Regions from separate parts of the Sus scrofa genome. Here region 1 is linked to region 2. The links are chromatin contacts, called in public Hi-C maps. All regions are on one chromosome and are shown on one strand. Each heading gives the region's core, a stretch centred on a gene start, on an enhancer-like site or on the middle of the called end of the contact. The rest is flanking DNA. Distances are from core to core; before and after follow the strand shown. Region 1 holds the start of MRPL46 (39S ribosomal protein L46, mitochondrial). Region 2 holds the start of AEN (apoptosis-enhancing nuclease).

Region 1 (2,700 bases), core at 166-2,665, 110 kb before region 2:
AAAAGGTCGCCAGCACTTTGGGGTTGAGTTATATTTGCCAAAATGTTAGAATGTGATTGGAGGTCAAGACTGCCATAAAGAAAATTTGCCTAATAAAAGCATTGCCTGCCCACTTAACACCCTCCAGTCATGCCATTTTTTGGTAAGAATCTCACTCACCAAGGACATTTCTGCCATAGGGAATTTGCTGATGCGATTCTTGCTCCCTAGAATATTTTCCCTCATGCTTTCCTGGGAGATTCCTACTCACCCATCAGATCTCAATTTAAATATCACTTTCTTAAGAAAGATGACACCTCCCATTAAAATCAAATTAAAGGTCCCTGTTTAACAGTCTTACAATACCCTGTGTTTTCCTTTACAACACTTAACAGATCCTGCAGTTCCATAGTCATGTGATTATTTTATTATTGATTATCCCCCCCCAGACTGAAGCACTCTGAAAACCAGAGCCATGTCTGTCTTATTCACCACTGCATCCCTAGCACTTAACACAAAATCTGTAAAAAGCAGGTGCTAAATGATTATCTGTGAAGTGATTAACAAAATATCTGCAGAATAAATAAACAGACCAAGTAAAAAGCACAGAAGTGTAGTTTATACCTCTTGATAGCCAAAACAAAAACATCTCAGGTTATGGGTAAACATAGTTTCCTTTAATAATTATTTATAGGGATTTAAGACCCTCATAGCCACTTCTCCGTTTTTGCCCATGTTTCTTCACTTGCCCCTCACACAAGTAGACTTTATCAAAGCTATGTTATATATGAGCCTTTTGCCTTTTCCTAACACTCGTCACATCACAAAGAGTTTTTCTTCTCCAAACTGTCAACTACCTATGATGGAGACCGAACCCATCTTATTCACCATGGCATCCCTGTGTGTTGAAAGAGAACATTTCCAAAGAGTTGCCTAAGATGACTATAGAGAAGATCAATGAAAACGAACTACCTTTTAGAGAAACCTACTACGTACTACACCAAGTTAGTAAGGTAGGTACTACTTGCAGGTAAGTATACTGAACTTCAAAAAAGTGACTTGCCCAAAGTCACACAAACTAACTTGGTACCATAATCATAACTGGAACCTGGCTAGCGTGCCTCTATTGCTTCCCCAACTTCACCCTGAAGCCAGGACCCACATTTCAATCCCACCTGCTGTAGCAGATCCGCCATCTCTTCCTGCAATGGGGTCAGCGGCTTTGTGACCAGCGGTGGCCTCTGCAGGCACAACGCGCCCAACAGGCGCCATGGAGAGCTACTGCTCGAAGGTGCGACCGCAAGGGCCAGGTTGCGAGAACCCAGACTATGGGCCCAAGGACCCTCAAACCGTCGCCAGCCCCTCACCACTCTTAACATAGTCCGTCTCACGGGCGCCGCCATCTTTCAACCTTCCCACAACGCACTGCGCCTGACAGCGGGTCCTGGGCCAATCCCATATTCCCACAAGGCATCGCGGGAGCGACAGGACGGGCAGAGGTCGGTCCCGAACCTACTAGAACGAACCATTCCAATATGAAGGGGTGGGCAAAGAACTCTTGTTAGAAAATTAGGAAAAGGAGGAGTGCTTCCCAGTTGGCTCTTGCAACGATAGTTACTATAGAGCATTTAAATGAGAATAGAAATCTTTAATATTCCTCAAGAGGAGAGGTCAGGTAACTTTTCCTCTGCACCTTCCCCCACAAGCGTCCGTGGTGCTGCCGCCGCTCCGGCGCCACCGTGGTGCTGGTCGCCGTGGACGGAAGCTGACGGGGATCAACTCAAGTCATGCAGGTTGTAAGAAACGCGGGTTCTCGGCTCTTGCAGTCATGGGCATGGCCACCGAAGACCAGGTAAGGACGATTACTTTCTCCCAGCCCACGGTCACCCTCAGGAGTGTGCTGCTGCCGGTGTCCCCAGGGCCACCTGGTCTCCAGTGGCAGTTCGGCCTGTATCTCACCGAGCTTTACTTCTCCTCAGGATCGTGGCTGGACTGCCGGCCTCCACCATCCACAGGAGCGCCCCTCATTTGCAAGACGCGGCGGCCAAGCTGGACATTGAGGACAAGGAGGAGGCTCGGACTCCGAGCCACAGCAGCTTCAGGTGAGGGCCACTTGTGTCCAGCCCTCGGGAGACTGACACTACCCTCCAGAGTCAGAGAACCGGCGACTTCCCAATTCTTTGACGCTTGCCAGCTGTGGGACCTTTTGCAGATTTATCTCCGAACCTCACCTTTTTCGTCTAAAGGTGGAAATAATGCCTAGGGAGGTTGTGAGAAGTGGCTGCACTAGGTTATAGGTTATTGTGCGCTTTTTAGAGTTGATGTAAGATCCAGGGTGCTTTTTGTGCTCAGCCCCAGCAACTGGCATCCTGCTTTCCACCAGTGCCACTGCCTCTGTGTGCTAGTTGTACTTCACATGCACTTAGCAAACATTTACTAAGAACCTGCTTGGTGCCGGGCACTGTGCTGGGTGCTGGGGATACAAATGCAGACAATCATTTCTCCCCACAAGTAGATCACAGTTTACCAGGGAAGATAAGACTTGCAAACGTTTTCACCAGGATCTGATCAGTGGTATACTGGAGGTAAGAAGTGGTTGCTTTGAAGTATGAAAGAACGAGTTCTGACTCCTAAGGGAATCAGGCAAGAGTGCTAGGAAGATACTGTGAAGCTAAGAACTGAATTGAATGGGAGTTCAACTGGAAGAGATAAAAGGTCATT
Region 2 (2,731 bases), core at 50-2,549:
ATGCAACATTCTTTTTTTCTTCTGGAACTTATATTTCCATTCAACTTCTGCCACAGAGTTTTATCCTAGCATAATCTATTTTCATGCTTGGCAATATTTTCTGGAGAACCTGACTATACTGTCACAACATTAACTATATAAATTTGAACTTGTTAACTCTGGAGAAACATTCTGTCACCCCTAAGGTTCTAAGAGTTACTTTTTTTCCTTCTGGATTGAGATCTTGTTGCAATTGTTTGCATTACAAGTGAGCAAATGATAAATATACAGCATTTTATTATATGAGCAATAATCTTTACACATAAAAGTAAATTTTTATTAGAAATAAAAGATAGATTGAGTCAGTTATTTTTCCATGACGTTTATGTATCCAGGGAAGAATCTTTTTTTTTTTTTGCAAGAATGAGAAAGAGTTGAGTCTCCTGTTTTGTTTTTATGGGTATAAGCACTGATACACATTGTTCACATAAAAAGTAGATAAAAATGGAAGGAGGTTTATTCTGGCAATGTCTTTTTTTTTTTTTTTTTTCTTTTTATGGCCTCACCTACAGCATATGGAAGTTCCCAGGCTAGGGGTTGAATGGGAGCTGTAGCTGCCAGCCTACACTACAGTCACAGCAATGCCGGATGCTCAACCCTCTGAGAGAAGTCAGGGATCCAACCCGCATCCTCATGGATACTAGTCGGCTTCGTTTCCTCTGAGCCACGAGGGGAACTCCTGAACTGCTTATTGATGCTCTTCTTATCGCTTACGTTGCACCAAGCTACTTGTTGACCTCCGTTACTGATACAGACATTGAGCAACTAGCACCCCCAGTGATTGCCCTTATTCTGTGTATCCCAATGCCGAGCCTATAGTAGGAACTTATTACTTGTAAGTATTGCAGAAGGGTAAATGAAAAAATAAGCGCTGAAGGACCAAACTTAACTTTTAAACATCTTTCTTCAGTGCCCATCGTGTATAATATTTCACCGAATCCCTTGGATACCTGAGGAGGAAGGGGATTTTATATTGCCATTCTGCAAATGTGGGTGTGTACTCTGGAAGTCATTCTGCCTTTAGTGGCACGGAGCTCGTAGCAGCCCATATCCCGACCCAAGGAACAGAAAAGATTGGGCCTAGAATCACAGATGGGGATGGACACTGGCGACGATGCCTTCTCTGGTTAAAATTCCCCTCGGGGCTGTGCCAGTCTGGGGCACAAACCGCGCCCCTTTAGGAGTCCCCGCCCCTATGAGCCCAAGGCCCAACCTTCAGCAAGCGAAGCTCCCGGCCAATTAGAAGAGGTCATAGGCGGGCACTGCAGTTGAGCGAACCAATAGGCGGGCGGCCGGAGCAGGGCTTGTCTGGGCATGTGGGAGCTGCCGGCTGCGTGGACGCCACGTGCGGGCGTGGGGAGACTCGCGGGGCTTCAGGTGATCTGGGGGTGGGGTACTCTGCTGGGGATCGCGGGGTCGGGTAGGCTGGCGCGCCTTTTCCTCTGAGGCGGGACCCCGCGCTGTGCGTCCGCTCCCCGCCCGCGGCCTGGGACGTCTGGTCGGGCCGACCCTGCTCCCAGGGCTCCCAGGAAGCAGGCCGGGCCTGGGCGCCGTCTGGCCCTCCTCCCGCCCTACTCGGGGGTCTTGGGTCTGAGGGGGCGGCGCTGGGTGAAGGGTTCAGTCTGGTGGGAGTCGGCCTGGCCGCCGCGACCAAGGAGTGACCAGCGCCACAGTCCTTCCGTGGGTGAGGCCGGGCCTCCCACGGGTCACTTCTCGGAGATCGCGGGCCGCTGGGGGGAGGTCGTGCGGGGCTCTCCTCGGACTTCTCTTGTCTCATGTACTTTTTGGTAGCACAGGAGATCTTACCAAGTCAGCTTTTCTCAAATTTGGGCGAGTGTTAGTATCGCGGCGAGGGGGTGGGGCCCGTGCGCTTTAAAATACAGATTCCCGGGCCCCGCTTCCCAAAATGACAGTTAAGAGGGCCCGCGGGTAGGCCTGGAAATCAGCCTGGTAAAAAGACGTCTCGTTTCTGGTAATGAAGTGCTTTGGGAAAGTCCCCAACCGAGTCCAATACCCGGTTTGATAAAGCCTCGTTTTATGTTAAGAGACTGACTTGGTCCAGTTCATATAGCTCGTTAGTGCCAGACCTAACTGGGACTAGAACTGCCTGCCTTCCTGATCAACCAGCAGGTTGGGGGCCCCTAGGCCACTGGCCATTCTGACTTAACAATTCCTTTGGGGCCTTTGCCCAAAGGCCTTTTGGCTGCTGACACAAAGCCCTGGTTCAGGGCAGAAGAGAGCTCTGCCCTCACTGAAAAAAACACTTGTGATTTGAAGGAAACTTTTCCTCAGGCCCCCGAACCTCCCCTGAGGCCCAGGGTAAGAAAGGCCTGGGGTGATGATTAATTGTTGATTTTGACATGTCAGCTAGGCCAGGGCATGTAGAACAGGACTGCTTTCATCTCTTGAAATACAAGGCCATGGAGTCCTTTTTTCTCAGGATCCTTATTTCTGGCTTCTTTGAAACGTCGCCAGCAGGGTCAGGGAGGCCACCTGCTCCCGACCTGCAGGGCCCTTAGCCTGCCCTCCAAGTGGAAGGGCCCTCCTCCCCTACAGGGTTAGTTGCTAGTGGGTCTTCTCCACATTGCTGGGCTGAGGCAAATTGAGGTTCTGTATTGGGCAGCCTTCATCTGTGACTTGTCGATCCCTGTGACTTGTCGATATGAAGTTGATTAATTTAGAGCCCTTTTGA

The links. A called contact is a pair of places that touch in the nucleus more often than the background predicts.
Region 1: a contact with region 2 is called in a Hi-C map of embryonic fibroblasts, with 4 times the contacts expected there. The contact joins the promoter of MRPL46 here to the promoter of AEN in region 2. A contact is called at or near these places in 1 of 5 promoter capture datasets (liver), 8 of 47 Hi-C or Micro-C datasets (brain, embryonic fibroblasts, fibroblasts and 3 more) and 1 of 2 datasets of contacts at active chromatin or transcription factors (alveolar macrophages).

What each region holds. Positions count from the first base shown.
Region 1 is chr1:191,320,705-191,323,404 of Sscrofa11.1, reverse strand. MRPL46 (39S ribosomal protein L46, mitochondrial) reads right to left here and starts at 1,415. Exons shown (of 4, transcript XM_003121860.4): 1 at 1,155-1,415. The coding sequence starts at 1,382. MRPS11 (mitochondrial ribosomal protein S11) reads left to right here and starts at 1,495. Exons shown (of 6, transcript NM_001244528.1): 1 at 1,495-1,831; 2 at 1,959-2,081. The coding sequence starts at 1,767.
Region 2 is chr1:191,210,452-191,213,182 of Sscrofa11.1, reverse strand. AEN (apoptosis-enhancing nuclease) reads left to right here and starts at 1,299. Exons shown (of 4, transcript XM_003121858.4): 1 at 1,299-1,416.